2 separate regions of the Drosophila melanogaster genome follow, and region 2 is linked to region 1. The links are chromatin contacts, called in public Hi-C maps. All regions are on one chromosome and are shown on one strand. Each heading gives the region's core, a stretch centred on a gene start, on an enhancer-like site or on the middle of the called end of the contact. The rest is flanking DNA. Distances are from core to core; before and after follow the strand shown. Region 1 holds the start of RhoGAP15B (Rho GTPase activating protein at 15B). Region 2 holds the start of stas (Stasimon).

Region 1 (7,410 bases), core at 2,352-4,851:
CTCACACTACGGGGTATAATATATATATACTCGAATCGACTCGTATAGTAAAGCGAGTGCTGACCAAATGAATCAATTGTTTTGCCACACACAATCACGAATACGAATCCACATTCAATTACCCAATTCTGTGACCATGTGGACTATATACGTTTTATCTGCGTTTCATAGACGTAAGGCATTCTGGTTTTAATTTTTATATGAAATTTTGAACTTCTTATTGCACTCATTTCTCATAAGATTTAGGTATTCAGATTAAAACGATCTTGACTCTCTGCATGTAACAAAATATACAAGACATATATTAACTATTTGCTCTTCAATTATTGTCACCATAGATTTGACCGAAATGTGTCACACTTTCGTGTGGTGAGATACTCGTGAATTGTACCCAGTGCATATAGATAGTATAGTATAAAACACTCTCTATATACACGTTCTGTCCAGATATCGTTCGTATTTATAGTGGCTGGGCAAAAAGAGCGATAACAATGACGAGCCACCCAAGAGTGATAATTATATAGAGCTGAGTGCCAGTTTACATTATGAATGACCGGCCATAGATGGTGGTGTGGAAATCCTGGGGATTATATGGTAAAATTGATAGGCAAATCAAAACTCTGGATCCATCAAGGGCAGCAATAAGCAATATCCATATATGATAAATATAAAACTTAAAATCCAGATACTATTTTCTCAAAGGCATTATTTCAGATGAAGAGGTTTGAGTTTTGATAACGATAAATCCATTGAATACTTGGAGTGCCATTTAAGCCAACTTTGATTTATGTGTATATACATATGTATGTATATGTATGTATCATATTTCGCTGCTGTGATCCATTATTTTGCGCAATTATACGATCTAATAGGGCTTACTTCCGTTGCGATAATATTTGCCCAATCCAAAAATATATATATTCAAACACATTATATACATATATCCGTGTGCAATATGAAAACGCTTGGACTTAATTCATATTTATATGTTTGCATGCAAATAAAGTGATGCATTCATGCGCATTTGCAATTGGATAGTCATTTATTTATTCGCATGAATCACTTGCGTTCTCCCCTTGCGTTTTTATGCTTTTCTTCTTTCGTTGCATTGTTATTTTGCTAATTACAGCAGTTTCCATGGACCAAGTGCAATGGCTATATGATAGTGCACTGCGAAAAAAAAAACGTGCATCTAGTTTGCATGTCAACGACTGTGTACTATTCTCAGAGTGTTTGATAATTAAATTGATAAGAGTTTTGATAGTACTTGGGATAATATTGCAATAACTGAAGTTGCAAGTACAGAAACAGATATAGAGAATGATATTTTCCCTGTGTATATATACGTATTCTCTGATTCTGATTCACAGACTGTGTTTGAGCTTTGTTTTTGTTTATGTTTATAAGCGCGATAAGAGCGGCGACAGTAAAAATAAGCTGAGTTAACTGTTCGTCCCTCATTCCGGGATCGTATTCATGGTGCAAAATGTACAAAAACTGAAACTGAACTGGAGGAAATGGGCACAGATAGTTCCACACTCGACTTAACGCTTCCATGGCCCCAATTATATAAGACCAGGGAGTGCGAAGAATCGGAGAGCCAGAGGGGGGCAGTGTTGGGTTAAGCGATCTCGCGACTTGCGACTCGATTTCCAAGTTGTTTGACAGCATTTTTTGTCGTATGTAAGTTGCCATCGATTTGTGATTTGATTTATACACAGAGAAACGAGAAGACAGGTAGAAAAAGAAGAATCCACAAAGCGATCGTTAGAGGGTAAAGGAAATCCCAGACACTTGATTACCTGGACTATCGCGAGGAGAATACTAAGCGTGCAGCTATGCCGTTCATCTGTAACTCTTTTTGCCAACGAAATACGTTTAAATAAGAATCTTTAGGTGTACCTACTGAAGGGTTACAGATTTATGGTCATTTACCATATTGTTTTGACAAACCTTTAGTTCACTTGATGTGTTCCAATTGTAAACAAGAAAAAGCTATTAAAATAAGTAAGAGATGATAGATTACAGCTCTTCCCATTTAATATAAATATAATGCACATAGAGTGAGCAGCTAACATTATCTTTTAGTAATCATAATGTTTACGGATCATAGATACATTAGGCTCTAAAAATCCAAATATTTGTCAACTCACGAGTTTGTTGTATTTCACGTACCCCAACGAACTTATGCATAGTGTACTTTATTTATTACCATAACTAAAAGATCTTGAGAGGCTTTTATTTATTTAGCCCAATTTTCGGACTTATCGCCTGGATTGATCGATTAATTTGGTTATTGATTCTTCTGCGAAAGTCAAAGGGAAAAGCGCATCCAATCGGAGAATGTGTGTCGGCTGTCTTAATATGTTTATAATTGACTTAATTGCCAAACAATTAAGAACAGCAACAAAATGTGTCAAACGATGGAAAGAGAGAGAGAGAGAGGGAAGAGCGGTGGAGAGATGGAGCGAAGAAGCGCAACAGGTGACACCTGTCCCGCTCGCACAGTCTATCGCTAAATGGGAGCGATAAGCAGTTAGAAGCGAAATATATGTGTGTCAAAAATTATCATACATACAAATGTGTACACAGCCATAGTGGTTTTATAAATTTAGGAAAAAATATCATTATATTGCATAAAACGCATAGGTGGCAAAAACACTAAATTAAAATATAATACAAATATATAAACATATACTAACGAAATGTTTTTAAACATTTCAAAGTATAATGATTAAAATTCACAATGTTATCAATATTGCCGTATTTCGCATTATTTATATTTGATTTATTGTAGATATTACTATTATTTGGCACATAGCTGTCACTAAAAATTATCAGCCAACTAACACAGACACACAGCCCGTATGTAAACACGGATTGATTAGAACGCATTGAAGAGAGAAGAGACCATTGAAAATCGAAGCCCGCAGAAAAAGAGATCGCAAAGAAACTGCGGCTTTCAAATAAAAATAATAAAAATCGCTTTTACCTTTCGCTTTTTCCTTGTTAAAAATTTCGTATGCAGTTTCTGCGTGGTCAACTTAACTTCGTTTTATATTCACAACACACACAAACACAACCAGAGCACAACAATAAAAAACGAAAACAAAGAGTGTGAGAGAGAGGGAGAGAGCGGTGGGCGAAAAGCAAAGTCTCTGCTAAATTGCTAAGCTGATTTCCCACACATATCGATATTGCACTGATATTTTACTGCCGCAACTAGTTGACACATTTCCACAAACATTTCGGCCCAGTTTACTAATATTTGTTTATTTATTTATTATTCTTGCGGAATGAATCACTTGCGGAATGTTTCACACACACATACGCGCGCGTACGCATTGTTTGCATCTGTCTCTCTCTCTCGCGCGATCGATGTCTTTTTTTGTTGTTGTCTCCAAAAGGGAACAACAACTATTCGCTAAACAGAAGTTGACAATTCGCGGATGGAAAAGTCATGACCAGAACAAGATTCTTTGTTTTTGTCCCCAATGCCCGCTTTCCGAACCGGATTTTCCGATCCGAACGATCTGCGACCGATCGAAGAATACAAATGCATAATGTAATATAACGGGGCGCGCCTAGTGTGACCGTTGGCGGAAAGACAGCGAATGCCGGCAAAACTAGTTACTAAACTAGTAGCTAGGATACAAGTTATTAATTTTAGTTATATGTAATAATGTAAATTTTAATACTAACGTTCTTTCCATATAACTGAAACATTTTATATCAATAGTTAACTGAATATTATCTCGGCATGAATGCCAGATTTAAGTTTTTTGCCACAGCAACTGGAATTTACCGGATTTTTAAATTTTAAAGCAGCGCCCACGGTAAAATCAGTAAAGCACTTTAACTATAGTGTAATCATTTAAGTAAATTTGTACGTATAAGGAATTGGAATTGGAAGGAATTTGTTTTCTATTTAAAAAACGATATATACCGCACTGCCAGCTATCGATAGCAAATAATCGGCTGGTCGTGATTAAATGTAAAAATTACTTCCACGCTCTGGTAACACTGCATTGTATACCAGAAAAAAATGGTATTAGCATTAGCAGAGAAAAAATCAAATAAATAAAGAAAAAATCAATTAAAAGTGCGCCATTCCAAAGGATTATCCCAAAAGACGCGATCATCCATATCAGATGCTTAAGAATCGGCCGGAAAATCCGACATCGAACTATTAGGCTAGTGAAAAAGTGCAAAATAAACATTCGCCCAGTGGAGGGGGCCATACAGAAAACACTCGAGAGTCTTTCGAAAATACACATATTATACCACACGGATCGTTTTGGATCTACAATGGCCACCAGCGAGATCTCGAGCTCCAATGAGCGGCACTACTACGCCAAACTGGAGGCCATCAAGGACATCAGGGACAAGACGCTGTCGCTGGAGAAGCTCAAAGTGCGGATCATCAAGGAGGTGAAGCTGAGCGACGACGAGGAGAAGTGCCTGGAGGAGTACCGCAAGGAGATGGAGCACCTGCTCGAGGAGAAGATGTCGCACGTGGAAGAGCTGCGCCAGATCCACGCGGACATCAACGACATGGAGAACATCATCAAGCAGACGAAGGAGAACCAGACCCGCTCCTTCGACATGGCCAACCGGGTGTACGAGGAGTACCTGGCCCTGAAGTACCAGATTGATCACATGCGCCGCGACTATCTCGGACTAAGCCCGCTGCGAGATCTGCACGAGGAGGAGGGCAGTCCCATTTCGAAGGATCGCTTCCAGACCAACTTCCTTAAGGTGGCCGCCCAGTCGGCGGCAGCAGCAGCTGCTGCAGCTGCGGCGGCGGCCTCGGTTAATCAGAACTCGTCGTTGGCCCGTCCGCATGCCCGGCATCCTCTGATGCCGGAGGCCACGGTCACCGCGCTGCCTTCTGGCGGCGGACAGGGCGGCGTTGGTGGTGGCGGCGCTGCAGGCGGTGGCGGAGGATCTGTGGGCGGCGGAGGCGGTGGTGGCGGCAATCCTGGACACGCCTTCATGCCACCCGCACCGCCGGGAGCAGGCAGTGCTGCTGCCGCCGCCGCTGCTGCTGCAGTGCGTCTGGGCAAGGGTGACTTCTCAGCACCACCGCCACCGCCGCCGCCCAGCAATCGACTGCAGCAATCGCCTTCGATCGGCATCGGCCACCATCCCTCGTTCCGCTCCGACTTCAATGTGAATCTCCGCCAGCAGCCGCCGCCCATGAAGTCCTGTCTGTCCTGCCACCAGCAGATCCACCGGAACGCGCCCATCTGTCCGCTCTGCAAGGCCAAGTCGCGCTCCCGCAATCCGAAGAAGCCCAAGAAGAAGAACAACTAAGTGGCCACCGCTCCAGACCAGCAACTACACTCATCTTAAGTCCGGAGCTGGTTCCGGAAACTCAGCGCACTAAATCGAATGCGTTTTTTTTTTTTTGCCTCATCTATTTATTATTAATCCCAATGAAAAGTATTACAACGACGCAAGGCGGGTGTGCTCATGATTATCGGAGAAGATTTAAAAGAATGTCAAATACTTGCATTAATATTTTATACATTACTAGTGTATTTGAAAATCGATGAAGAAATTATTCATGACACGCCGGCCGCTAACAAATTCTCATAACAATTTTAGTTGGTAAACTCAATGAATTTGATTTTTATTTTAACTATAATCATAGGCTAAGTATTTTTTAAAAGCTCAAATAACGTGTCAAATTATCGAGAACAAAAATTTTGTTTATACATGTAAGCCATGCTAAATATGCAACTATGTTATATTTAAGCAGCAAAAAAAAAACACAAATATCAATAAAAATATTTCATTTTTAAATGGGTTCTTTTGGTTATAGATTAAATTATTTGGATTATTGGATTTGATTTTATATGTGTGTATTTTAATACAATAACTATAACTGATGTTTATATACTTGCATTATATTTTATACATTTTACATTTGCCATACATCGTTTGTGAACTAAAGAGTATTGTAGATATACAACGTACTAAAATTTAGATCCATGGTATTTTGGCCTGTCCCTGCACTTGGTCACACCTAGCTTAAGCCGAGCAAAAAGTTCGGATTTTTATTCAATTTTTTAATCCAGCCCGCAAAACAACAAATTCGTATTGTTTCAAATTGTTTCAATTGCAATTTTAGTGAAACATAGCAACAACCAGTTCAAATTGAACGCATCAGTGCACTTGGTTTTCTTTTTTTTTTTTGTTTTTGTGGATCAGTTTGTCGTTTTTGTTCTTGTTGTCGCTGCGTGCGTAGAATTTGTGAAAAGAGAAAGTTCTGCGCCGCGTCTTTCTCCGCCTCTCTTTCTCCAATTCTTCGCACAGTCGTGGCCAAGAAGTTGCGCCTGCGCAGCGACAATTTCACAAGAAATCGAGGTCGATCGCAAGTGGGTAAGTATCTTTCACGGAAAGTGGCCCAAAAAGTGATGTTTAAAGACTGGAACTAAAATAATAACAATAAATTAATTATATATCCTCGAAACTCTTTGCTGTATGTAGTCTTCATAAGAGTTTTCTTTATAGGCCACCGTTCTTTATTCGTTGATTTAAAATACGTAAAGCTTATCTTCAATCAGTTAAATGTGCTACATCAAATCGTGTTACTTTACTTAAAATATTCATATATATTTTAATATATTGTTATGTGTTGTATATTAGATATGCTTGTTATGTTATTGCTCAGCGTGCCACTATTTCAACATATATTACGCTAATATATTAAGCTAATTAATTATTTCATAATTGCAATTTTTTGAATAATCGTTAATGTTGTACTACCAATATACATATGTTTATTATGTTATGTTGTTTTTTAAAAGTTGTCCTCTTTCCATAATATTGTTAGTAAAACTACTTCCGAATTATTCCGTTTATCATAACAATTTTGCCCCCTTCCCTTGCAGTAATCCGATTGGAACACCATGGGCACCACGCAGACAGTATCTCCAGTGGCTGGAAAGGATAAGACCAACGATACCTCCAAAGGATCTCCCTCGAAGGCTAAGTCCAATGGCCACGCGCAAGGCAAGACCAAAAGCAAGGAGATGAACGCTCTGCCGCCCCAGAAATCGGTGGTCATTGCCTATCTATGCTGGCTTTTCGGCGGAATCTTCGGCCTGCATCATCTGTACTTGCACCGTGACCGCCACGCCTTCATTTGGTGGTGCACCCTGGGTGGCTACATGGGCATTGGCTGGATGGGCGAGCTCTTCCTGATACCCGAATATGTACGGGATGCCAACGAGGATCCCAAGTTCGTCAAGATGTTCGTGGCCAAGCTGCAGGCGTATCCGAAACCGCCGTACTCCTCGAAGAGATTCGTGGGCCAGGTGATGATCGGCCATCTGTTCGGCCAGGTGTGCTCCATGGCCATTCCGGAGACCCTGGTCGGTGGCTGGGATCTGAGCTTCCTAC
Region 2 (7,410 bases), core at 3,464-5,963, 680 kb before region 1:
TGCCCGGATGTTGGCGCGCTGCAAATAACAACACATATCCTTAATGTTATTGTTTTCCTGTCGCCAATTATATAACTCGGGGAACAGGTTGCCTTCCCTGGTTGACACCGCGAATTACTGGACAGTTTGGATGGCTGCGCTACTCACCACGGCGGCCAGTGTTTTGGAGGCACAGTTTGTCAGCATTCTGGCGTTTCCAAAATAATGAAAAGGCTGAAAATTTGCTCTTATGTTATGTGAAGTCCGTCGGCTGCTGTCAGTTTTTTTTTAACAAGCACCGCTTACAGCTGATTTTCGGCGGAGCGTTTGCCAACACTGGCACTTGTCGTCAGAGATGAGCAAATCTCTACAAATCTTGTACAACATTAATAAAAAAAAGCTTAAACAAATAAAACTTGTAATTAAATTAATATTCAGCGGTACGTTACATTTTTTTATTCCTTTTTAAAATAAGTTTTCTAAAACAGTAAGCGATATATATCGCTGTGACTTCAGTATCTATGACACTTTTCAACAATGATCGCTGTGCCTTAGCATTCGATATCCGATAAATTACTGAACGCGCAAACTTGTAAGCTTATCGGGGGGAAACATTGAACGGACAAAATATGGAAAAATATCCACTTGTCAAAGAATTTATGGGGCAAAATTGGCCAAAAGATACCAAAATGGCGCAGCTCGAGAAGGAACTCAAGAAAAGGAAAGAATTGATCGTCGAGGAGCAGAGTGAGTGGGCATAATGCGCGAATCTCCAAGTAAGATTTATACATACATGTTTCTGCTTGTTCAGTTGTAGGGCCGCGTTTGGAGCAGGTGCTATTCGACCTGACCTTGGTCAAGCAGTGCGCCTTGGTAGTGGAGGATAACGGTGCCGGTATGGCACAGGCCAACACCATGATACAGGACTGTATGTTCCAGATCACGCGAATTGAGGAGCTGCTCGAAATGGCCGGGCTGCAGGACATCCTCTACTACACGGTGCATCGCAAGGAGCAGGAGTTCCAGCGCAAAATTAAGCTGCAGGAGGATTTGGCCGAGCAAGAGAATCAGCAGAACACAATCCTCGAATCGCGCAGCATCGGTAAGATTTTGTATGAGGTATTATTGAATACGGAATCCATTTGAATGCTATATAATCATAAACAATAAAAAACATTTTGTTTAATATTTTTTACCCTATGTGATAGTATAAGTTCATTTGTGTTATTTAAATGATTCTCAAGTAGCTTCTATTTCAGTCCAGGAATTCCGAAAAGAGCAAGCCTTAAAAAAAGAGGCAGATAAGGAGCTAGCCTCAGTGGACGACCAACTGGACCAGTCGGATCGCGAGTGGACAATTACGCTGAGAAGTATGACGGATAAGCTTAATAAGAAGATAGTCAGCGTTTTACAGATGGGAAAGCTGATAAACGAATTGAAGGAAGAGGTGAGTAGCTGCGAAATATCCATTCCAAGTGAATAACTTTTCCGTTTTTCAGTTGCAAAAAAGGAATTTGATTAAAACGGGTGTCACTAAGGGCGCTGAACCAAGTTTGGCTGGTGTTCCATCCGCTAGCACCATTTCACCATTTCAGTCCGCTTCGGATTTCCTCAACAACTTCATCTTTAAGAATATCAGACCAGATGACAATAAATCCATGACGAGCGTGAATAGAGAGATCACTACTAAGAAGCTGGAGACTCCTCTGCGATCCATTTTGATCAAATGCAAGGAGGTCGAGTCTGTTGCCATTTCCAACTCGCCAACAAAGCAAGTGCGTTTTTCTCCCTATCCAGAGATAAGCCATATCGAAGAGGAGAAATTTGAGAAGACCGATTGGCTTTCTCCTTCAGAAGAGGCAGGTGTCCCAAATGCGGAATTAGAAGAGGACAGTGACGAAATGGAGGCCACAGACGAAGATTTTGAGGAAATATCAGAAGAAGAATTCGAAATGGCGCTGAAAGATGAAGGATTTGAGCAGGAGGTAAAAGTAGAAAAGTCAGAAGAGGTTTTGCATCTAGAACAGGATAGATATGATGAGAAATCTGGCTCAGAAGTCGAGGAATCCGTATCGGATGACAAGGAATCCGGAGGGGAGGCTTCAGGAGAGGAGGAGCCGGCTGATGCGGCCAAACAAGTAAAAATCGGCGAAAACCCGAAGACTGATGAGCAGCTATCCAATGAAATTTCCGATAAACCACAAATAATTAGAGTCGACACTCTCTCTCCCTTCAAAAACATATCTTCCTGGGCCAGCGACGATATACCCAGCACCTCCAAGGGCACTCTTAATCGTTTTACTGCAACCCAGTTTATGAACTATGGTAGCAATCGCGATGAAAACGAGGCGCCGCCTTGCAAGCGACTAAAATTGGAGGAGGAGGAGTTCCCAATGAGCCAACCAATGCCGGATTACTTTAAGCATCCGTCGTCCACATTCAACAACTTTGATGATCAATCACTTCGATTCAGCTCGCCCCACAACAATTTTGACGATGATTACCTGCTGAACTTCAGCGATGATAATGATGTTACACCTACTGCCGCCTCGGCGTACATACTTTAAATTGTTAACGTATTTTGGTCAAAAATTAATGTATGTTCTTTATAAGAACGGACAATTAATTAATATCCAGATACTTATTCATTCATTGCCATTTGCAATCAAAAAAAATTTCACTTCAGCTAAATTATTTGTAGCTTTATAATGAAATTAATTTGCGTACATAATATGCATATGTACATTTAAATCATACGTATTCAGTTCGAAAGTGCCGTTTCAGACTTATTCTTCATTTTGTCGTTGCTTATAAACTAATAAAACAATAAATTAAGACAAATTCGTGACTTTAAATATTTAATTTTACTGCAAACAGTAAATTTTACCACTTGCAATAAAATACTTTTCTCATTACAGCATATAAATCTTTATTAAAAATGTATATTATAAAATAGGGGAATATGAAGACTACTTAATACAATACATAGTGTAAAATACATTTATATATTTAATCTAATATATATTTAACTTTAATATTTCATTTGTAATTCTGGGCGCCAATGGTTTGAGTCCAAGCTTTAATCGATTTGGTATATTTATGGTTTGTTTTGGTATTTGTCAGCATGCATCGCGCTTAGTATTTTAACCCATGCTGTCGATACCACGAGTTTGTTTTACAAAAATTGAACCAAAACCCAAAATAAATGGCTCGGAAACGAAAGATTCCCGTGCGCAAGCACCACGGCGTCCGTGATCCCCTCAAGCAGCTGGAACAGAAGGAGAAGAAGTTTGTTCATAGTGGCAAGTCAGTCGAAAAAGGCAGCTAAACTAATATCTGCACCATTTCACATTTCAGACTTTCCAAAGTAACGAACAATCCGCCTGTGAAAAAGGATGAGCAGCAGGTGTCCTTTAAGTTCCGTCAGTTTCAGCAGCTTGCCAACGCCACCAAATCGGGCAAGAAGCTAAGATTGGGCGAAATTGGACGGGAGGATAAGCCCAAATCCTCTCCAGGATCCAAGCCTGGCAGTAGTTCCTCCTCAAAGGAAACGCGTAACATCAAGCAGTTCGCCAACGAAACGGACGAGGATTATCTGCGCCGAGTGAATCGCATGACCAATGCATCCGTACGGGAAGCCCACTACGAGGCCAAGTATGGTGTGAACGTGATCAGAAACCCCAAAACCGGGGAGATTACTGTCCAAAAGAGGCCGAAAAACGAGATCGACGAGCTGCTCAAGCAGAAGCAAAAGGAGCAACGGCTGGCGGGCAAAAGGGGTCGCAAAAAGGTTCAAGTCGTACACAAGCCCATGGATGCGAAGACCAGTCGCGAATTGGTGAAGAGGGCCTACAAGGAGGCCCAGCAAGAGGTTGATACCGAGGAGAAGCAGAATGCCGGGCCAACAGAATTCAAACAGGATGCTGTGGCATTTGGTGAGATCGTCCATGCCCCACCTTCCCTCAAAATCCTGCCGCGCAAAGCGGAAAAAAGTGAAACCGTGCCGCGTCCAGGACGCAAAGCCAATCTCCTTCTAAAGTCCATGCTGAATCCCGACCAGGGTCAGTCAAATCGTGGGCCGGAGGACGACGACAGCAGTCGACTAAAGCTGGCTGCCCAATCTAAGAGCGCCTTCAAAGCACCCACCAAGGCCCAGATGAAGGGCAAGCGGAAAGATCTGCCCTTGGCTACGAGGTCAATGCTTGAAACCGAGCGCAGCAAAATGGTTCAGCTATACCGTCAGCTCAAAAACAAGACAACAGCAGATTCCTAACAGATTCTAGACTAGATACCAACGTACTTTTTTTTTTACATGAAAACAAGTTAACCTAATCCCTTAAGTTTCGTGAATGCGTTTGCTACCCACTGAAGGTCGTAGTTTCATTATAGAATGTTAAATATATTGATGAGATTTTTATTAAATCTATTTTCATACAAAATAAAAAGTGCACTGTTTAATTCCACTATTTCTATCAGTATTTCATGGAGGTGGTAATTAATATGGAGTCTTTTGGCAAAAAGAAAAAGGGCACTATTATGTTGATATTTATAGATACAAAAAAAGTACTTCACTTGCTTATGCAGACACTCACATTTTTTTATTTACGTATAACATTAAAAAATATAAATAAAATTTAGAGAAACTAAAAAGTGGCGCTAAATATGACAGTATGACCAGATTTTATTAGAAACCCACGTTCAGTTTTGTGCGGTAGCTGTGTACACGCTTGGACTTAATCAACACTGCGCCTTCGGCCACACTGGTCGTGACGGAAATTTCTGAAATTAATTTATTTTAAATTGACTTTTAAGCGTGATCGTTCGCCGAAAAAGTCGGCTAAAGTGAAAAGCAATAGAAAAAATTTAAAAAAATTGCTATTAGCGCAGTAGTCAACTACAATTACTCTAGTTAACGCAGTTTTAGCCAACTTCCTATTTTTTTTATATTGATTAAATTCATTGTTGTAGACACACGCACATACACATACGCATAGGCACGCGGATAGAGAGAAGAACAACAAATTGTGACTGGCGCGCAAATAGGCACACAAATAGCATTAACAATTGATAAATAGCCTAGACGCTAAATGAGTCAATCGTGAATTAAAATCGGATATAGAAGGCTTATTAAATTTTCCTTCTTCAACTCGGGCTTACGTACATCGTGTCAAAGCCACAATGTCTTACTGCAGTGGTGTGGGTGAGTGTGCTGTTTTAGTTGTTTTTACTTATCAGCTGAGCGAAGGAACGGTGATTAACCCGCAGCTAGTGCGCAGCCCGTGAAGCCAAAAACGACTATTAACCCTTAGTCCGTGCATTCTGTTCACCACCACCACTTCTGCTTTGGAATGCATATTACATCTGCATGTCTCTGTTTTTTTTTTCTAGCCATTTCCGCTGACGAGGGGATTACAATGCGCAATGGCAGGGCAAAGGCGCTCCAGGAACACTCCCCGGATCAGGTGGCTACTCCACTGTTGCCACAGGTGCCGCCACAGGAGCAACAAGATCTTAATCCACAGCAACAACAGCAGCAGCAGCAACAACAACAGGCCACTCCGCAAAAGCAGGCCATGTCCGCAGACGAGAAGAAGGCCACCAAGAAGTCCCTGGTCATCGTAGCGGGCATTTTTGTGGCCAGCTTGGTCACCATGTGCTATGTGTACGCCATATTCCCCGAGCTCAACGCGTAAGTGGGTCTTTCTGGTGCTAAAGCGCCACAAATGTGTGTCCCCTGCGCATTCGTGCACCTGTAAGGTGTTAAGTGGCCTCCATGTGTGTGTGTGTGTATGCTTAGCTTGTCTCGCTTGATTTGCGAGCAGAGATGTCGACCAATGATCCGCTTAAAATAGCTAGGCTACATCCAACTATGATTAGATATGCTAGGTAGTCATTTACCTAATGCTAGTTATCTCCATTTCGCTTCTAAAACAATATTTTATGTTTAAATATCATAGATATTACATTTGTAGGATGTAAAACTCTTATTGCAAATACTTATTATTGGCTAGATCAGACATAACTATTTGTATGTAGTGAGAAAAGGGCCATTTAATTGTCCAAATATTTACTATAACAGCCATGTTAAATAAGTAACTTAACTCAAATGTCACGCTTTGCATAAGAAAAACTTTCTGCACACGATTATTATTATCTTTAAACTTTACCTAAAGCGGATTGTTATTTGATAGTCTGGTTCTGTGAGTGAGTAAACTTATTTTGTTTAAAGTTCAAGACGTTTGTGTACATATACTTCTATCAATTTGAATTCATCAGAATTTGATTTGCATGGAATCAGCAAGTCAGAGAACAATCTTTGTTTTTTTTTTGTCAAATTTGATCAGCAAACGTAACGTGTTGAAAACTATAAGTGCAGATCCCTCTAATCTTTTTCAAAGTCCCTTGGCAGACCCATTATTCTTATTGATAATGCTGTGAAATTTTACTTATCTATTTTGTTGTTCTTTTTTGTGTTCGTGCCTTTTCACTGCATTGGCATACAGTGATTATAAAGTAATTGAAATAGTAACCAAATCATGATACCTTTTACGGCATTATAAAAACACTTATCTGTATATCGTGAGTTTGCTTCCATTTAAGAGGCGTTTTTGGGCAGTAAAGATAGGAACTATTTACAAAGAGTTATTAAAGTATAGTATTCAATAAATAACAATGGTTTTCTATTTAGATAGTTAATCAAATAGTAATATTATATACCAGTCCCTAGCAACCAAACTTATCTAAATTTGTAAATTAAGAAATATTTCAATTAAGCTCCAGTTGAGTAGCCAGATTTGACTGGAAAATGGCTGAAATTACAGAGCTATCTGGCGAGAGGGTTTACTCGCACACACACACACACACACATCGAGTCACGCCACCGATATATGAAGTATTTGTATATATATACATATATACATAGACTGTGTTTACACCTCGTCTCGGTTTTGTTCTTGCCCAACTTCTGCAGGTCGGAGAAACAACACTTGAAAATTCCGCGTGATATCCAAGATGCTAAGATGCTAGCCAAGGTCCTTGATCGCTACAAGGACATGTACTACTTCGAAGTGATGTTTGGCGTCGTGGTCGCCTACGTATTGTATCCTTTTACCAAATCCAAAAGTACAAATCCAAAGTACGAAAAATGGCATGAAAAGTCGGTCGCCGACTGATTAGATAATAAAAGAGTTCTATCGTTCGGCGGTGACCTTGACCCGATTACCAAAAATGAAGACCCCGCCACTACAAACTATTCACGGTCAGTCGGGCGTTTGTGTGTGTTTCCACCTTAATTAATTCACGATCACCGTTTGAAGCGCATAGTGTGCATATTAAATACGTGGGTAGCACGGGGAAGTGCGAGTGAGATAGCTGTAGGAAGCAGGGGAGCCGCTGAGGTTGCCTTCTTGCTCTTACTTACTACTTGCACTC

Evidence for each region. A called contact is a pair of places that touch in the nucleus more often than the background predicts.
Region 2: a contact with region 1 is called in a Hi-C map of the Kc167 cell line, with 5 times the contacts expected there. The contact joins the promoter of stas here to the promoter of RhoGAP15B in region 1. A contact is called at or near these places in 2 of 107 Hi-C or Micro-C datasets (the Kc167 cell line and eye imaginal disc).

The regions. Positions count from the first base shown.
Region 1 is chrX:16,939,481-16,946,890 of dm6, reverse strand. RhoGAP15B (Rho GTPase activating protein at 15B) reads right to left here and starts at 3,601. Exons shown (of 9, transcript NM_132955.4): 1 at 2,993-3,601. It overlaps CG13001, which reads left to right and starts at 4,020. Exons shown (of 1, transcript NM_132953.3): 1 at 4,020-5,805. The coding sequence starts at 4,309. The coding sequence ends at 5,316. wus (wurst) reads left to right here and starts at 6,018. Exons shown (of 2, transcript NM_001298426.1): 1 at 6,018-6,387; 2 at 6,900-7,410. The coding sequence starts at 6,918.
Region 2 is chrX:17,625,198-17,632,607 of dm6, reverse strand. It overlaps stas (Stasimon), which reads left to right and starts at 4,713. Exons shown (of 4, transcript NM_132997.3): 1 at 4,713-5,179; 2 at 5,368-5,668; 3 at 6,950-7,078. The coding sequence starts at 5,158. CG8326 reads left to right here and starts at 3,116. Exons shown (of 2, transcript NM_132998.2): 1 at 3,116-3,267; 2 at 3,337-4,444. The coding sequence starts at 3,185. The coding sequence ends at 4,252. It overlaps corolla (corolla,), which reads left to right and starts at 561. Exons shown (of 4, transcript NM_132999.3): 1 at 561-726; 2 at 791-1,081; 3 at 1,239-1,426; 4 at 1,479-2,817. The coding sequence starts at 609. The coding sequence ends at 2,546. ND-24 (NADH dehydrogenase (ubiquinone) 24 kDa subunit) reads right to left here and starts at 519. Exons shown (of 4, transcript NM_133000.3): 1 at 429-519; 2 at 148-354; 3 at 1-18. The coding sequence starts at 186.